Regions from separate parts of the Mus musculus genome. Here all the other regions are linked to region 1. Evidence: chromatin contacts called from public promoter capture Hi-C data. All regions are on one chromosome and are shown on one strand. The core of a region is the stretch at or near the end of the contact, and the rest is flanking DNA. Distances in the headings are between cores, read along the strand shown. Region 1 holds the start of Tra2a (transformer 2 alpha). Region 2 holds the start of Snx10 (sorting nexin 10). Region 3 holds the start of Skap2 (src family associated phosphoprotein 2).

Region 1 (3,162 bases), core at 539-3,038:
CATGGCGCTGGCCATATATGTGGCAGAGGATGGCCTTGTTGGACATCAGTGGGAGGAGAGAAGGGGTTTGATGCCCCAGTGTAGGGGAATGCCAGGGCAGGAAGACAGGAGTGGGTGGGTGGGTGGATGGGGGAACACCCTCACAGAGGCAGGGGATGGGGTGGTGGTGGTGGGGGTTTCAGAATGGGAGACCTGGAAAGGGGAAAACATTTGAAATGTAAATAAAGAAAATATCCAATAAAAAATTGAAGAAACAACAATATAGTAAATCAGGAATGTGCTGTTCTAAATGCACTTACAAAATAACACTACATATTAACTTACATGATATTACATGAATAGAAGGGTAAGTATTTAATAATGAGCTCTCTGAAAGAAAGAGGAAGAAAAATGATTTGCTGATATTCACAACATAAATCTTCCTGTTGTGGCTGAGTCCAAACCATTAAGAGTTTAATAATGGGGGCTGGAGGGATAGCTCAGCGGTTAAGAGCACTGACTGCTCTTCTGAAGGTCCTGAGTTCAAATCCCAGCAACCACATGGTGGTTCACAGCCATCCATAATGAGATCTAACACCCTCTTCTGGTGTGTCTGAAGACAGCTACAGTGTACTTACATATAATAAATCTTTTTTTTTTTAAAGAGTTTGATAACTAGCTCTCTGACATTTCTGATAGGCTCTCTTTTTATATCTCAGGTTGGCTGGAACTTCCAACAGTCCTTCCTTCTAGACGCCTAAGTGGTGGGATCACAGGCACAGATCACCACACCCAGCTATTTCAGGTCTTTGTGAATTCATTATTTGTGCTGGTGTTCCTTATTTTTCTAGAGCAAGAAGTATGGATACTAATGTTGCCAAACAATATATTCCCCCAATTTATTTTTATTTATTTACATGTTCTACAGTGTTGAGGACTAAACCCAGAGCCTAGTACATGCTAGGTGTGCTGGATAATTTTCTATCAACTTGGCACAGATAAGGTCACCTGAGAGGAGGGAACTTCAATTAAAATGCCCCCCGCTGTGGTGGGAGCTCATGCCTTTATTCCCAGAACTTGGGAGGCAGAGGCAGGCAGATTTCTGTGAGTTCCAGGCCAGCCTGGTCTACAGAGGGAGTTCCAGGACAGCCAGGGTTACACAGAAACCCTGTCTTGAGGTTTGGAAGCAGAGAAGAGTGAGAAACTCATGGCTTTTCAGTATAACCCCATCTGTGTATATATTGTTATTTCAACGTTTAAAAGGGCAGATACTAGCCGGGCGTGGTGGCTCACGCCTTTAATCCCAGCACTCGGAAGGCAGAGGCAGGCAGATTTCTGAGTTCGAGGCCAGCCTGGCCTACAAAGTGAGTTCCAGGACAGCCAAGGCTATACAGAGAAACCCTGTCTCTGTAAAAAAACCAAACCAAAAAAAAAAAAAGGGGGGGGGGCAGATACTGGGGATAAGGAAAACTCAGCTGGAAAAGTCGGTTTGTTTGTTGGGTTTTTGTTTGCTTGTTTTTGGTTGGTTTGTTTTGCTATGCAAGAAAGACCTGAGTTCCATACCTAAAGAGAACAAAACCAAAAAAACTCAAGAACAAAACCCCACAGGCAAAGCCAGGCGATGACACACGCCTTTAATTCCAGCACCCGGAGGACAAACCGACCCAACGCCAAACAGCAAGCTCTTGAAACCCGCCAATCTCCCGCGCTAGGCCAGGCGGACACAAAGCCTCCCGGGGCGGAGGCGGGGTTCGCGACGACGTCATCACAGGTCCGCCCCTTGACGTCAGGCGCCGGGGACACCAGGAGGTTTCTGGCGGCACGGGCGCCATTTTGCCTGAACGTGCGAGCTGGTGGGAGTGGAACGCACTGGCCGTTGTAGCCGTCGCCTTCTTCCTCCCCACAGTCCGAACAGCGCGGTGACTAGGCCGTCGGCCCTCGAGCCGAGACATATCTCTTATTTAGTTCTCGGGAGCGCCTGGCCGACATGAGTGATGTAGAGGAGAACAACTTCGAGGGCAGAGTGAGTACAAAGCCGCGGGAGCCGTCTTCGGCGGCGGCCCGATGCTCCGGGGCTCGGGGACGAGCGCGGTCGGTCGGGCGAGGTGGCGGGGCCCTCAGGAGCAGCCTTGAGGGCCACCGCGAGCGCGTCACGTCCCAAGATGGCTTCGGGGTCCCCCTGCGTGCCCAGATGCCCCACTAGCCCGCAGCGCTCCTTTCTGGCGGCTGACTGGTACCTGGCCTGGTCCTATCCTCTCCTGTCGCTCCCTTTCCTCTCAGCTTCCCATCTCTGCTCCGAGGTGCGGGTCCCCGGCGCGGTGGGGCAGGAGGCGGCGGGGCGCTCCCTCCGGCCGGATAGTGGTAGGTGCTTCCTGCGGTGGCATCTCGGGCCACCACCACCCCTCCTCCGGCCATCGCAGCGGGGTCTCGGGGTCAGAAGTGCGCGGGGCTGCTGTCCGGGCGGGGAATCGCTGGCGCGGGACTAGCTGGGGCCTGTTGTCTCCTTGGCTCTCTGTTGCAGTGAGCGGCCGCGTCTCCGTCGGAACCGGCGGCGTCGCGTCTGTAAAGGCGAAAGCCTTGAGGTTGAAGGTGGGACGAGCCCAGTGAAGTGGTTAGTCAACGACCGCAGCGACCCTTAAGAGTCCTTAAGACGAGAGCGAGCGGGGAAGGGAAAACTACGCAAGAGCCTTTCCCCTTAATGTCCTCTTTCCTTTCGCTTCTAAATGAATGTGGAAATGCAGTGACGCCTGTTTTCCTAACAGCTAGATGTTGGGTTCTTTATGTCTCAACTTCCAAAGCTTTCCTTCCTGTGACCATTCCTCTGAAAACTCCTTTACAGATCTTTATGGCTAAACTGCCAAGACATCTTACTTTAAACCTTACGTAACTGAACAAATTTCTTGCCTCAGTTTTCAAAAAAGAAAAGAAAAAAGCTAATCATTGTTAACTCAAAAGATTATACCTGAAATTTACAGACCCTCCCCCGTTTTTCTCACCCATTCCCCGGAAAAGGGACTCAAGACTTTGGTTATCTGAGGTCTTGTGAGTATAAACCGTATATTCACAAAGCTTGAGTATATTATTAGAACGTTACCGGTTTTTGAGTTTTATTCCGAAGTTACCCTAGTATTGGAAATTAATGGAAGTGAGTCCTGGTAAAACCATGGAAGGAAAAAAAAGGGA
Region 2 (2,928 bases), core at 203-2,702, 2.3 Mb before region 1:
AACAAACTAGTTCCCCAATTGCTTAACTCAAAAATGAAAGTAGTGCCATGCCTGGACTAAGAGAGAGAGAGAAATGAGGACTGTGTGGCAAAGGAAACACTTTAACACAGAAAGCATGATGGCGCTTATTTCAAGACCCCAAACTCGGAAGGTCTTCCCATCAGTGAAGTAAAGGAAGTGGGTAACAGTTCAGAGCAGTGGAGAAAGAAGCACGCAGGCCAGAAGGCTGCAACCCCACCCCACCACCACCATGGGCACACCTTCTTTAGGGCAGTGCCAGTCAGGCCCGTGTCTGTAGCTAAGAATGCACTGACAGAACCCGGGATGGATGGTCTGGATAACTTGAGGAAACTGCTAATGAGGTCTTGAACATCTCCACACAGTCACTTCTAAATATATCTACACTTATATCGCTATTCAAAACAGTCTGTCAGTCAACCACTCCTTTAAAAATAAACGGGAGCTGGGGTGCAGCGCAGTGGTAAAATGCTTGCTAATGACATGCTCAAGACCATGGGCCTATTCCCAGGATCAGAAGGGAGGAAGACACGGAGAGGTTGGGTGCAACCCGAATGACTGTCCCGTTGTATCCTTGCCTTAGCGACAGGAATCAAGCGAAGTCACGCTTGATTGTTGCCAGGATACTTAACCTCCTCCTTCTCCTCCTCCAGAAAAGCCCCCCTCCCCCCCCCCCCCCGATTGGCCACTGGTTGAAGGAGTTCCATAATACCCCCAGCCCACTTCCGGCCACTCCCACAAGCCCACTCCCCGGACGAGAGGGATTTTCACACACCCCTCCCACCGGGTGCATGCTGCTCCACCCTTGCAGACCTTGGTTTCCCCTGTCGCAAACTAAAAGGGTTGATGGAGATCACGAAAATTGAGATCAGTGTTCTCAATTTCTGATCCATCGCTCTCCACGCGCCTGTGCTTTGCGGAAGCAGACATCCCGTGACCATCCCCTTAACAATACTTGTAATTTTAGCAAAGGAGTGTGATGTGTCCAGAACCGATAAAACAGGCTGTTGCTTCCCAATCTCAGCAAACCCGATCATCAGCTCATCAGCGTGGGTTTCCTCCGCGGCCTTTTCCATCAATCCCACAATCCCATGAAAGAGAAAAAAAAAAAAAAAAAACCTCCCCTGGCCCTCCCAGCCTCTAAACTCAAAGGTGCCTGGCCTTGTATTCGGAAAGAAGTGGGGGTCGGGGAGAGAACCTGCTCGCTCCAGCAGCCCCGGCGTCCCCAGCCGAGCTGAGCAGGTGCCGGGGCAGGCGCGGCGCCCGCCACCCGACTCCCTCCCTAAGGCTCAGTTTACTCACACGCGGTTCTGAACGCCCGGCCCGGAGCACGGCGGAGTTTGCTGACTCAAGGCGCGGCGGCGACGAGCGCCTAAGAGCGAACCCGAGGAGCGCAGCCCCGCGTCCAGCGCACGCAGCGCCCCGCCCCGCCCTGCGCGCCCGCCGCCGCCCCCCACCCCCACCCGCCACTGCCAGCCTTAACGTAGGAAAGGCCACCTAGCTAGCGGGTCTTTCTCCCTACCCAGCAGTGAGGAATCAAGATGAGAGAAGCCAATAACAAACAAGCATGACTAGATGTTAGCAGGATCTCGATGGAGGGCATATACTGTTTGCTATAACAATATTTTTAATATCTCCGTAACTTTTTAAAAAATGTGTTTTCATGTACGATGAGGAGAAAGCTATGAGAGTCTGCCAAAGATATGTCCGGTTCCTATAGATCATCTGAGCTGGCTCTCACCCACCTGTGTGCATGGCTCAAGGCTGAGAGCACTTTTTGCCCTTGCAAAGGACCTGGCTCCCAGCATCCATACAGTAGCTCACAACTGCCTTTAACTCCAGTCACCACCCTCTTCTGCCCTAGCACTCACGTGGTGCACATACATCCAGGAAGCCAAAACAGTCATAAAATAAAATAAATAAATCTAAGGACAAAAAAGAAAGACTCAGCGAATCTTGGACCATCCAGCATCCTCCTAGAAAAGTTGTCCATGACTATATTCCATAGCTACACTGACCTCCTGAACAAAACTTGCCAAAATGCAATGTCTTATCTTAGACTCGTATCTCTGAGTGCTGCATCATTGTTTTTTTTTTTTTTTTTTTTTTGCATCATTGGTATTTAATGACCTAAAATTGCACCCAAACTATAATACATGCAACCATCGTTTGTTTTGCTTTTTGTATGTTTGTTTGTTTTTCGAGACAGCGTTTCTCCTTATACCCCTGGCTGTCTTGGAACTCACAGATTTTTGAGTTTAAGGCCAGCCTGGTCTACAAAGTGAGTTCCAGGACAGCCAAGAATACACAGAGAAACCCTGTCTTGAAAAACCAAAAAAAAAAAAAGTACAAAAACTTTACTATGAGAGCATTTAGCCCTGGAGATTGAGAATTGAATATGTGATATTTATACAGCTTAAGCCTAGGATCTTAATGTATTGTTTTAAGCAATCTGGGCACATTTCAAACCTATGTTCAAGTAATGTCTACAAAAATTCACCCTAATGGAATAGTCATTTACTTTATACTTTAAGTACTCAATAGCTGGTTTTAAACTACAATATGTTAGTATACAGTATTGGAGGACAATAGAATTTGTTATATTTTGTTTTTGTTTGTTTGGTTTTGTGTTTATTTAAGACATGGTCTTAATATATATAGCTGTCCTGGAACTCTATGTAGACCAGGATGGTTTCGAACTCACAGAGATCCGCCTGCCTCTGCCTCCCAAGTGCTGGGATTAAAGGTGTGCACACTCTGCCCAGTGTTTGACAATGCATTTAAGATTTACAACATTTATGGATTTAGCACGGTAATGACTGAAACACGTGTGCAATCTCAGCATTCAGGAGCTGGAGGCAGAAGGATCATAGCATGTTTGAAGCTTGGTTGTATTAGGAACCAACTTCT
Region 3 (2,842 bases), core at 192-2,691, 2.7 Mb before region 1:
CTCCCCTCCCCTCCCCTCCCCTCTCCTCTCCTCTCCTCTCCTCTCCTCTCCTCTCCTCTCCTTTCCTCTCCTGTCTTCTCCCCTCCTCTCCCCCTCTCTCTGCTTTTCTCTGTCTCCACTCAATTCCCCTCCCCATGCCCAAAATATTCTATACTATACTTTCCTGTGCTGGTATCTCAGCATGTCTCACAGAGACACCCCCTTCCCCCACACCATACTGTGCCTCCTACAAACATACTCCTGATTGGAGCTTTGACACAACATTCTGAGCACAACTTAGGAGAAATAAGAACAAACAAACCACTGTTTGTTTCTACCAATGTAGGTAGGTGATATTCAGATGTCATTTTGAAAATGATGTGCCTGGCAAAGGAAAGTGGAAGGTGCAACTTGATGTGTATCATTAGCCACCTTTCCAAGCATATTTTTAACTAAATACACACTTTACATTCAAAATGTTTTCCCTTGTCAGTTCCTCTCTGAAGACTCGTATCATCCTCTTTTGTATTTAAGTAGCTCTGGTAGCGTCATCTACATGACAAATATGTCTACACAGTAGGTTTTAATGGATTGTAAAGGTTGATGGCACTTGAATGTAATTATCATTTCTACACACACACACACACACACACACCACCCATTTTAAAGACTAAAGGACCCAGAACTTTTTGGATTTTAAGTGTAAACGTGTAATATTGAAAGACTCAACCTTTGCTGACTAGATTGAAGTAAATTTTATATTTTCCCTGTTCTAACCACTATTTGCAATTAAAAAATACTTAGAGCGGGCAACGGTACAGGTGGCTTTCTGGCACATTTCAGGTGCCTGACCCTAAAAGGATATTATCTAGAACTAATTCCGTCAGAGCGAGAGAAATCAACCACACCAAGAATAAGTAGGAAAGTAATGTCAGCGCCAATCAGAACGCTCCGCCGTTTTAGGACTAAGACTCTCAGGAAGGATTGGCGGAAAATGGGACTCCGTTACCTTCATCTAGTGGGACAAAGAAAGCCATGCTAGTTGGGGGGTAATGGTAGAAACTTCTTGGTGGGTTACCAGACGGGGGTTTAAACCTTGGTGGAAAAGACCAGTATTTAGATGACCCCTTAAAGGGAAAGTGCGTAAGCCTTGCGGAGGCTTTATTTTCCGGAATCCTGGAGAAAGAGAGGTGTGGCTGACATACCAGTAACGAAAATGGCGCGGACGAGCTTCAAGGGCCGGTCAGGTGACACAGCTCCAATTCGCTCCCTTCCTTCGGAGGCCTCGCCTCCTGCTCGCTTCCGCGTATGGGCGTGGCCTTCCCGGCTGTGTGTGGGCGTGGTCTACCCGGAGGCGCTTTCTTCGGACAGTCAGAAAGCAAGGTCTACGCAAGCGCAGTCAGGTTTTAAGGCCGGTCTCCCCGCCCCTTCACCCATAGCCCCGCCCAATTCTCCCGGGCGGGGAGGGGGCAGGGCCCGGCGTCCAGCGACCGCTGGCTGGAGAGCTAGTGACTTCCTTGTTGGCAGTCTCGGACGGGCCGTGTCCGGAGTCGTAGCCTCTCGGTGCTTACTCGGACCGCTATTGCGAGTCTAGGTCCAAGCCATTATCATGCCCAACCCCAGCTGTACCTCTTCTCCCGGCCCTCTCCCTGAGGAAATTAGGAACCTGTTGGCAGGTAAAGAGCGGGAAGGGGGCGGTGACGCTAGGGGCGGGGGCGCGGGGACGGCGAGCCGACAGGGACAGAAGCGCTTAGCCCTCACCCTATGCGGACGGTGGGGGGCGGGCCGTATAGGGGGACTGGGATGTCGGGACTAGAAGGGAGTGGGCGTGTATGCTGAAATGTGCTGATCCTCCCTGGACAGCCGGACAGTTATGCGTTTCATGAAGACCGGAATGTGAGGGCGGGAGATGGACAGCAAATGTTGATGAATGCATGTTTGAGAACTGCGAAAGCAGAAGTCCAAGCACTAGGTCCTGCCTGGGTGGCCTGGCCAGTAAGGATGCAGGTGCATCTGCAGGGCCGCAGGTGTTGGGAGTTAGGAGGCCAAAAGGCACTATTTCCAACCCCACCCCCATTTTCTTGAACAGTCAGGCCAAACATGTTTATAGTTTTGAAGGGTGCCCGATTTTCAAATAGCCACTATTTCTAAAGCCTCAGTAACTATTAAAAGTGAAAAAGGAAGGCTGTGTTAAAACTCCTACTTCCTGTATCATGTGATCAAGGAACTTCATCTTTGCAACCTCATCTTCCCCTTTTTGGTTTTACATTCCCATTTATAGGAACTTACTTGTAGGAGTTGAAATGCGGTTCCTCAGTTCCTCAGTTAGGTCAGTAATGTCTGGAGGTGTGTAGTTCCACTAAGCATCAAGAAAAGCTCGATAGTTCTGCACAAAATAAAAAATACATCTTTTTAGAGTATCACAAGTCTCACCTATCCTGATGGTCTTAGATACCACCATATACTTTGTCTTGTAGATGCTAACATCTGGAAATGGAATAATTTTAGTTTGGTTGTCTCTAAAACATTCCTTTCAATATAGATCATGGATTAAAAAGTTTCGCTTAGATGCCTGTGCTGTTAACTGTGTGTTTTAATCGTTAAAAACAATGTCCTCTAAAAGGTACATTTGAACTAGTAAGTTACAGTTGCAACAGTATGAGACCAAGCATCATAGAATACCTTGTTAAGCTGTTGGGTTGTTTGCATTATGTGTGGATGGAGACTTGTGTTTGTATGAACATGATGCAGGGTGAGGGTGTGCTATGTCACTCTGAGAAATGCTTCTCATCATTCATGGATAGCACTAAGAGAAATGATGAAAGAACTGTCGATGCTGATTTAAGGAAATGTTTTAGTTTCT

Evidence for each region. Promoter capture Hi-C pulls out the DNA fragments that hold promoters and counts their contacts.
Region 2: a promoter capture Hi-C map of hippocampal neurons shows a contact between it and region 1, with 2.5 times the contacts expected there. The contact joins the promoter of Snx10 here to the promoter of Tra2a in region 1. A contact is called at or near these places in 1 of 39 promoter capture datasets (hippocampal neurons) and 1 of 115 datasets of contacts at active chromatin or transcription factors (embryonic stem cells).
Region 3: a contact with region 1 is called in a promoter capture Hi-C map of hippocampal neurons, with 10 times the contacts expected there. The contact joins the promoter of Skap2 here to the promoter of Tra2a in region 1. A contact is called at or near these places in 3 of 39 promoter capture datasets (hippocampal neurons and liver) and 1 of 484 Hi-C or Micro-C datasets (liver).

Annotation. Positions count from the first base shown.
Region 1 is chr6:49,262,678-49,265,839 of GRCm38.p6, reverse strand. Tra2a (transformer 2 alpha) reads left to right here and starts at 1,788. Exons shown (of 8, transcript NM_198102.2): 1 at 1,788-2,002. The coding sequence starts at 1,967.
Region 2 is chr6:51,522,427-51,525,354 of GRCm38.p6, reverse strand. Snx10 (sorting nexin 10) reads right to left here and starts at 1,452. Exons shown (of 7, transcript NM_001127349.1): 1 at 1,321-1,452.
Region 3 is chr6:52,011,148-52,013,989 of GRCm38.p6, reverse strand. Skap2 (src family associated phosphoprotein 2) reads left to right here and starts at 1,441. Exons shown (of 13, transcript NM_018773.2): 1 at 1,441-1,655. The coding sequence starts at 1,589.